Linked DNA regions of Macaca mulatta: region 2 is linked to region 1. The links are chromatin contacts, called in public Hi-C maps. All regions are on one chromosome and are shown on one strand. Each heading gives the region's core, a stretch centred on a gene start, on an enhancer-like site or on the middle of the called end of the contact. The rest is flanking DNA. Distances are from core to core; before and after follow the strand shown. Region 1 holds the start of ZBTB11 (zinc finger and BTB domain containing 11). Region 2 holds the start of TRMT10C (tRNA methyltransferase 10C, mitochondrial RNase P subunit).

Region 1 (3,045 bases), core at 293-2,792:
CGGCTCACTACAACCTCCGCTTCCCGGGTTCAAGCGATTCTCCTGCCTCAGCCTCCCGAGTAGCTGGCACCACAGGTGTGTACCACCATACCCAGCTAATTTTCTTATTTTTAGTAGAGACAGGGTTTCACCATGTTGGCCAGGATGGTCTCCATCTCCTGACCTCGTGATCTGCCCGCCTCGGCCTCCCAAAGTGCTGGGATTACAGGCGTGAGTCACCACGCCCGACCAAAATATTTGAAGACAGTCAATATGACAGGAGACTGGGGCTGGCCCAACACGTAGACCAGCTGCACAGAAGGTGCATTTGGTCTTCCGCTCTCACTGCCCCACCCCATGGGGGAAGAGGTGCATCTCCATGTTTAAATTCCTCCTTTGAGCTATAGTGGCAAACTCAGCAATTAAGTAGGTCCCAGGCCTGTAGTTTTTCTTTCGGGACTTGATGGCTCATGTCCCTGCACCTGGAATCTTTTTCAAGGATGTCCGGGCCATCTGGGAACTGCTGCGTGTACACACACACACAGAAACACGCCCCTAACACCAGAGGTTGGGTGTATCATTCTGTTTTCGAGCCTACTGTATTCACCTGTCTGCCCGTCAGCTACTTCTACAAGGGTCAAAGGGCGTCACCCAGAGACTACAGATCCCCTGGTGGAGAACTGTACTGGCCGTTTCTGCAGCTGGAGCCCTCGGCCTAAAATGTTCTGGCTTTAACAAAGAGGCGACAGTGTCCAACCCCAGTCCCCGAGGAGGGATGTCAGCCCTGGGCTCCTGTGAGCGCTGCAGATTCCTTCCAGAGAAGGGTGACCGGGGTCGCTGCTCCGGGAATACCAGCTAAATATCTGAATTAGCATCCTCAGCACGCGCTGGGAGACACAGTTCAAGTCTGCTCCCCTTCTTGTGCCCTTATATATATTTGGTGCAAAATGGAGAACCTTTTCCCCTACGTTTGTGTAAAAATATATGTAAATAAAGCTTTATAATAGTGTTACTGACCCCCTTTTCCACTCGCAATAAGATTGACTACATATGCTGATCATTCCAGAAAAATCTCGACTCTTCCTTGAGTAGTCTGGAGCTAGCAGGTGCACTGAAAATGTTACAACTGTTAACTGAAATCTAAATTTCCATGTGAATGGGCTGTCTGTGGTCCCCTGTCCAGAGACTAATATTTTTCCAAAAGCCTGAAAATATGCTTTTATGATATCTGGAGTCTCAAGGTAAACGTAAAAACGGACTCCTTTACCCCTTACGGATGTCTCCCATGAACTCACAACTGTCCACCAGCTCCCCCTTCACGTGGCTCCTTAAAAAGCGTGGAAAGGGGAAAAATGAAGAGAGAAACTGCCAGGACTTAAGATGTCTGCTTTGAAGACCTTTCGAGTTGCAATGAAAGGCCTACCCGCTTCCAAAATGTCCACCCGCAGTCCTGACGTCACTGGATCGGCTCCATCAAGCCAGAAAACGAGAGTGCGCTCCAATCAGGGCTCAGTCCCCGCCCTTGGCTTGCGTCACTTCCGGTGGTGCAGCAGCCATTTTGTCAGTCGCCAGCGGATCCCGCGCGCTGGGGAAGTGCAGTTCCCCCTGGTTACCAACTCGTCCCCTTTTCCTTCGGACTAAGGGAGCCGTCGAAGAGTGCTCGCCAAAGGCGCAGCCGTTTCTCCCTGCGGTGCCGCCGCTCCTGCTGCAGCCGCCCGTAGGTAGTGGGCCGTTTTTCTCACCTGTCCCTGACAGGCGCCCTCAGGGAGCCGCGGTCCGCGATGTCAAGCGAGGAGAGCTACCGGGCCATCCTGCGTTACCTGACGAACGAGCGCGAGCCATACGCGCCGGGCACCGAAGGCAATGTCAAGCGTAAAATCCGAAAAGCTGCCGCCTGCTACGTGGTGCGCGGCGGGACTCTGTATTACCAGCGGCGGCAGCGACACCGCAAGACCTTCGCGGAGCTGGAGGTGGTGCTGCAGCCGGAGCGACGCCGGGACCTCATCGAGGCGGCGCACCTGGGTCCCGGCGGCACTCACCACACCCGGCATCAGACCTGGCACTACCTGTCCAAGACGTACTGGTGGCGAGGTGAGACCTGGCCCGCGGTAAGGGGTCGGGCTGGCGACTCGTTGCCTGGGCAAGGCTCGCTGGCGAGGCCTGTTTGCGCACCCACGAGTCGGAGGGTCTCGGACGCCTCTGGGCGTCGGAGCTGCTGCTGCCAGGCGGAGCCGAGAGGGTGGGGGACGCGAAAGGAGCCGCACTTCCCACAGGAAGGAGGCCGGCGAAGCTGGGGGCGGGTCCTGGCCCAGGGTGGGACCAAGGGGGCTTCCCCGGAGGCCGGGCCTGCCGCGGGGAGGGGCCGGACGCCTGGGCTGCGCCAGGTCCGCCTCCTTGGGCGGCCCGTGGAGGCTGAGGCCCCGGCCCTCCGGAGGTGGCGTTTGGCCCGCGGCAGTGAAGGCTGCGGGGTGCACGTTTTCAACTCTGTGCTGACGTTTGGAGGGAGGAACTAGTCACCCGAAGCCGGGTCTCCCGTTTCTTTAGTGCTACGCTTGGGTTTTGGCGAGCAAGTGTGAGCTGCTCTGGACACATTCGGTAGTGTTCCTCAAATTTCGTCGCTGCCGCGTAAATAAGGGATAACACAATTATTTGCAGAAGTGATAAGCAGTGATTGGGAAATCGCCTTGAGCGTTTTTTTAAGAACAAGAATTAAATGTAAAAGATATCAGATACTCTTTTTTTGGTTGGTTGGTTGGTTGGTTTTGCGGTGAGGGGAGGTTGGTTGGTTGAGTGGACACGGGTCTCGCCACGTTCCCCAGGTTGGTCTCCATCTGGCCTCAAACGATCCTCCCGCGTCAGCCTCCCAAAGTGTTGGGATTTCAGGCATGAGCCACGGCGCCCAGCTTGATATTCGTAACTCTGGATGTTTTAATAATCTTTCCCCTAATGTGAAAAACGCGTTTGGGAACTGTGTAGCATTGTATATACGCAGAAAAGATATGATTACTGTGACTTTTTGATTGTCAAAAAATAGAGCTCTAAAGTTACTTGACTCTTTGGGAACCA
Region 2 (3,045 bases), core at 244-2,743, 100 kb after region 1:
AGGGAGGATCGCTTGAAGCCAGGAGTTTGAGACCAGCCTGACCAACATGGTGAAACCCCATCTCTACTAAAATTACAAAAATTAGCCAGGTGTGGTGGTGCGCACCTGTAATCCCAGCCACTCGTGAGGCTGAAGTAGAAGAATTGCTTGAAAAGGTGGGGGGGTGGGGGGGGGCGGAAGTTGCAGTGAGCCGAGATTGTACCACTGCACTCCGGTCTGGGCGACAGAGTAAGACTGTCTCAAACAAACAAACAAAAAACACCTCAAATGCAACAAATCGAAATAACCCCTCTACCTTTGCTTCACAATCTGGTCCTCCTTCAGTGTTGTTTCAAGGGATATTGCTATCCATTGGTATTGTTCCCAACATATATTTCTAAGCCTATTGCGGCCAGGTCAGCAGCATCAGCATCTCTAGCTACTCTTCACCTCACACTTTAGTATTCCACCATTAGTTTTCACAGCACTCTTGTCCCTATGACAGTACTTCTAACACTGTACTGTAATTGGCTGGTTATCTATTTGCCTCTCTAGATGGTAAGGACTAACTAGTGTCCATGAGGACAAGGACTTTGTCTATAATGTTAACATTGAATCCAATGCTTGACAATAAATATTGTCAATAAATATTGGCTCACAGTAATCACGCAAATATTTTCCTAATATCCTTGCTCGATGCTTCTTACATTAAAAAAAAGAAAAAAAGTTCAGCCTCCCTTTATTATTTTTTTGAGGGGTATCGGAGTGCAGTGGCGCCATCTTGGGTCACTGCCAGCTCCGCCTCCCGGGCTCACGCCATTCTCCTGCCTCAGCTTCCCGAGTAGCTGGCACTACAGGCGCCCACCACGCCCGGCTAATTCTTTTGTATTTTTAGTAGAGACGGGGTTTCACTGTGTTAGCCAGGATGGTCTCGGATCTCCTGACCTCGTGATCCGCCCGCCTCGGCCTCCCAATGTGCTGGGATTACAGGCGTGAGCCACCGCGCCCTGCTCAGCCTCCCTTTAAAGAGAAAACAATTTACTTTAAAATCCCCGAAATATTTAAGCTGGAGTCCCCAGGCACCAGTCTAATAAACATTGATTTCAGAAAGAGTTTTAAAAGTTTTATTCTTGTAACTGGTAAAGACTTAGAATACCACAGAAATGAAAACCCCACTTGCAAAAAGCAATCAAGGACATCGTTTCAGGAACCACTGATTTTGTTTAAGGTACTGTACTAGTTACAGTTTATTATTCACTGGGCTTCCTCTTACCTCTGGACCTTCCGAGCGCATATGCTCCACTAAGTGCGTCCCGGAACGTCTCCGGCGTCCTCCCACCCCCAACACACACATTAGGAGAAAGAAGAAACTCGCTTACCAGGAGTGCAAAGATAGTGGTTCTAGCTGACGCAAAGTGCAGGGACCCTAGAGGACGAAGGACTCCGCCGTATGGACGCCCAGTGACCCGCGCCGAAGCCAGCACGCAGCTCACCCAACATTCCACACGATAGACCAAAGCGGTTGCTGGGGCTCAGGCGGAAGTTCCGCCCTCTCCCTTCCGGCGCTGCTTTTTTATGTCACAGCACGCAAAGAACGCTTTCCCGGCTGAAAGAAGCGCCGTAGACTAGACAGGTGTCTGTAGGCAGTTGGGTACTTGCAGACTACGCTCTTAGTTGTCATGGATTTGTACCTATGTTGTGTTGTGTTGTGTTTTCCTCCATTTATCCTAAAAACTGTCTCTGGGCCGGCCAGGTGGCTCACGCCTGTAATTCTAGCGGTTTGGGAGGCTGAGGCGGGCGGATCACTTGAGGTCAGGAGTTCGAGACCAGCCTGGCCAACATAGTGAAATCCCGTCTCTACCAAAAACACAAAAATTAGCCAGGTGTAGTGTCGCGCGCCTGTAGTCCCAGCTACTCAGGAGGCTGAGGCAGGAGAATCACTTGAACCCGGGAGGCGGAGGTTGCGGTGAGCCGAGATCACGCCACTGCACTCCAGGCTGGGCAACAGAGTGAGACTCCGTCTCAAAAAGCCAAACAAAAACTGTTCCTAATCCTGTTCTCAACTGACTCTCCTCTTGGGCTCCGTATTTATAAACATTTGCTGACCAAGTACTAAAATAAAGTGTGTTTTTTTCCACAGATCTTCTTACTCAGCTTCAAACTCCCTGACGCTAGGACTTTAAACTCTTAATCTTTTTGACCAGTTTATCACCAGTACCTGTCACTATGCTTGGAACATGGTAAGCCACAGTAAGTTTCTCTCTCCTCCTAGTTCATTTGGAAAATTTAATGTGAAATGAAGTTAAAACACTGTTGTAAATAAATTGGTGGCCTTTGGGTCAAAATCCAGCCTCCACATATTTTGTTTAGCTAGCACAGTGTTTTTATGTTTTCAATTATTTTAGTTTAGCTGTCATCTTAAAAACATATGGTACAAGACCATTTACTGGGGAAAGGTCAATCTTTTCGACAGTTTGTGCTGGGAAAACTGCATATACACATGAGAAGAGTGAAGTTGGACCCTTACCTAACACCATATATAAAAACTAACTCAAAATGAGTCAAATACTTAAATAAAATAGTGTAGTGAAAACTATAAAACAGAATTAAACATAGAGGAAAATCTTCATGACATTGGATTTGGTAGATTTCATAAGTATGACACCAAAATCATAGGCAACATAAGAAAAAATATACAAATTGGGCTTCATAAAATTGAAATACTTTTGGGCCGGGCGCGGTGGCTCATGTCTGTAATCCCAGCACTTTGGGAGGCCGAGACAGGCAGATCACGACGTCAAGAGATTGAGATCATCCCGGCCAACATGGTGAAACGACGTCTCTACTAAAAATGCAAAAATTAGCTGGACATGATGGTGTGTGCCTGTAGTTCCAGCTACTCAGGAGGCTGAGGCAGGAGAATTGCTTGAACCTGGGAGGCAGAGGTTGCAGTGAGCCGAGATTGTGTGACTGCACTCCAGCCTGGCAACAGAGCGAGACTCTGTCTCAAGAGAAAAAAAAAAAAAAAGAAGAAATACTTTTGTACACAGAAGGACACTGTCAACA

Evidence for each region. A called contact is a pair of places that touch in the nucleus more often than the background predicts.
Region 2: a contact with region 1 is called in a Hi-C map of CD4 T cells, with 4 times the contacts expected there. The contact joins the promoter of TRMT10C here to the promoter of ZBTB11 in region 1. A contact is called at or near these places in 5 of 14 Hi-C or Micro-C datasets (CD4 T cells, blood, cortical neurons and 2 more).

The regions. Positions count from the first base shown.
Region 1 is chr2:181,917,572-181,920,616 of T2T-MMU8v2.0, forward strand. It overlaps ZBTB11 (zinc finger and BTB domain containing 11), which reads left to right and starts at 1,543. Exons shown (of 11, transcript XM_002808309.4): 1 at 1,543-2,070. The coding sequence starts at 1,761.
Region 2 is chr2:182,019,213-182,022,257 of T2T-MMU8v2.0, forward strand. TRMT10C (tRNA methyltransferase 10C, mitochondrial RNase P subunit) reads right to left here and starts at 1,494. Exons shown (of 2, transcript XM_015129663.3): 1 at 1,359-1,494. It also overlaps the pseudogene LOC106996647.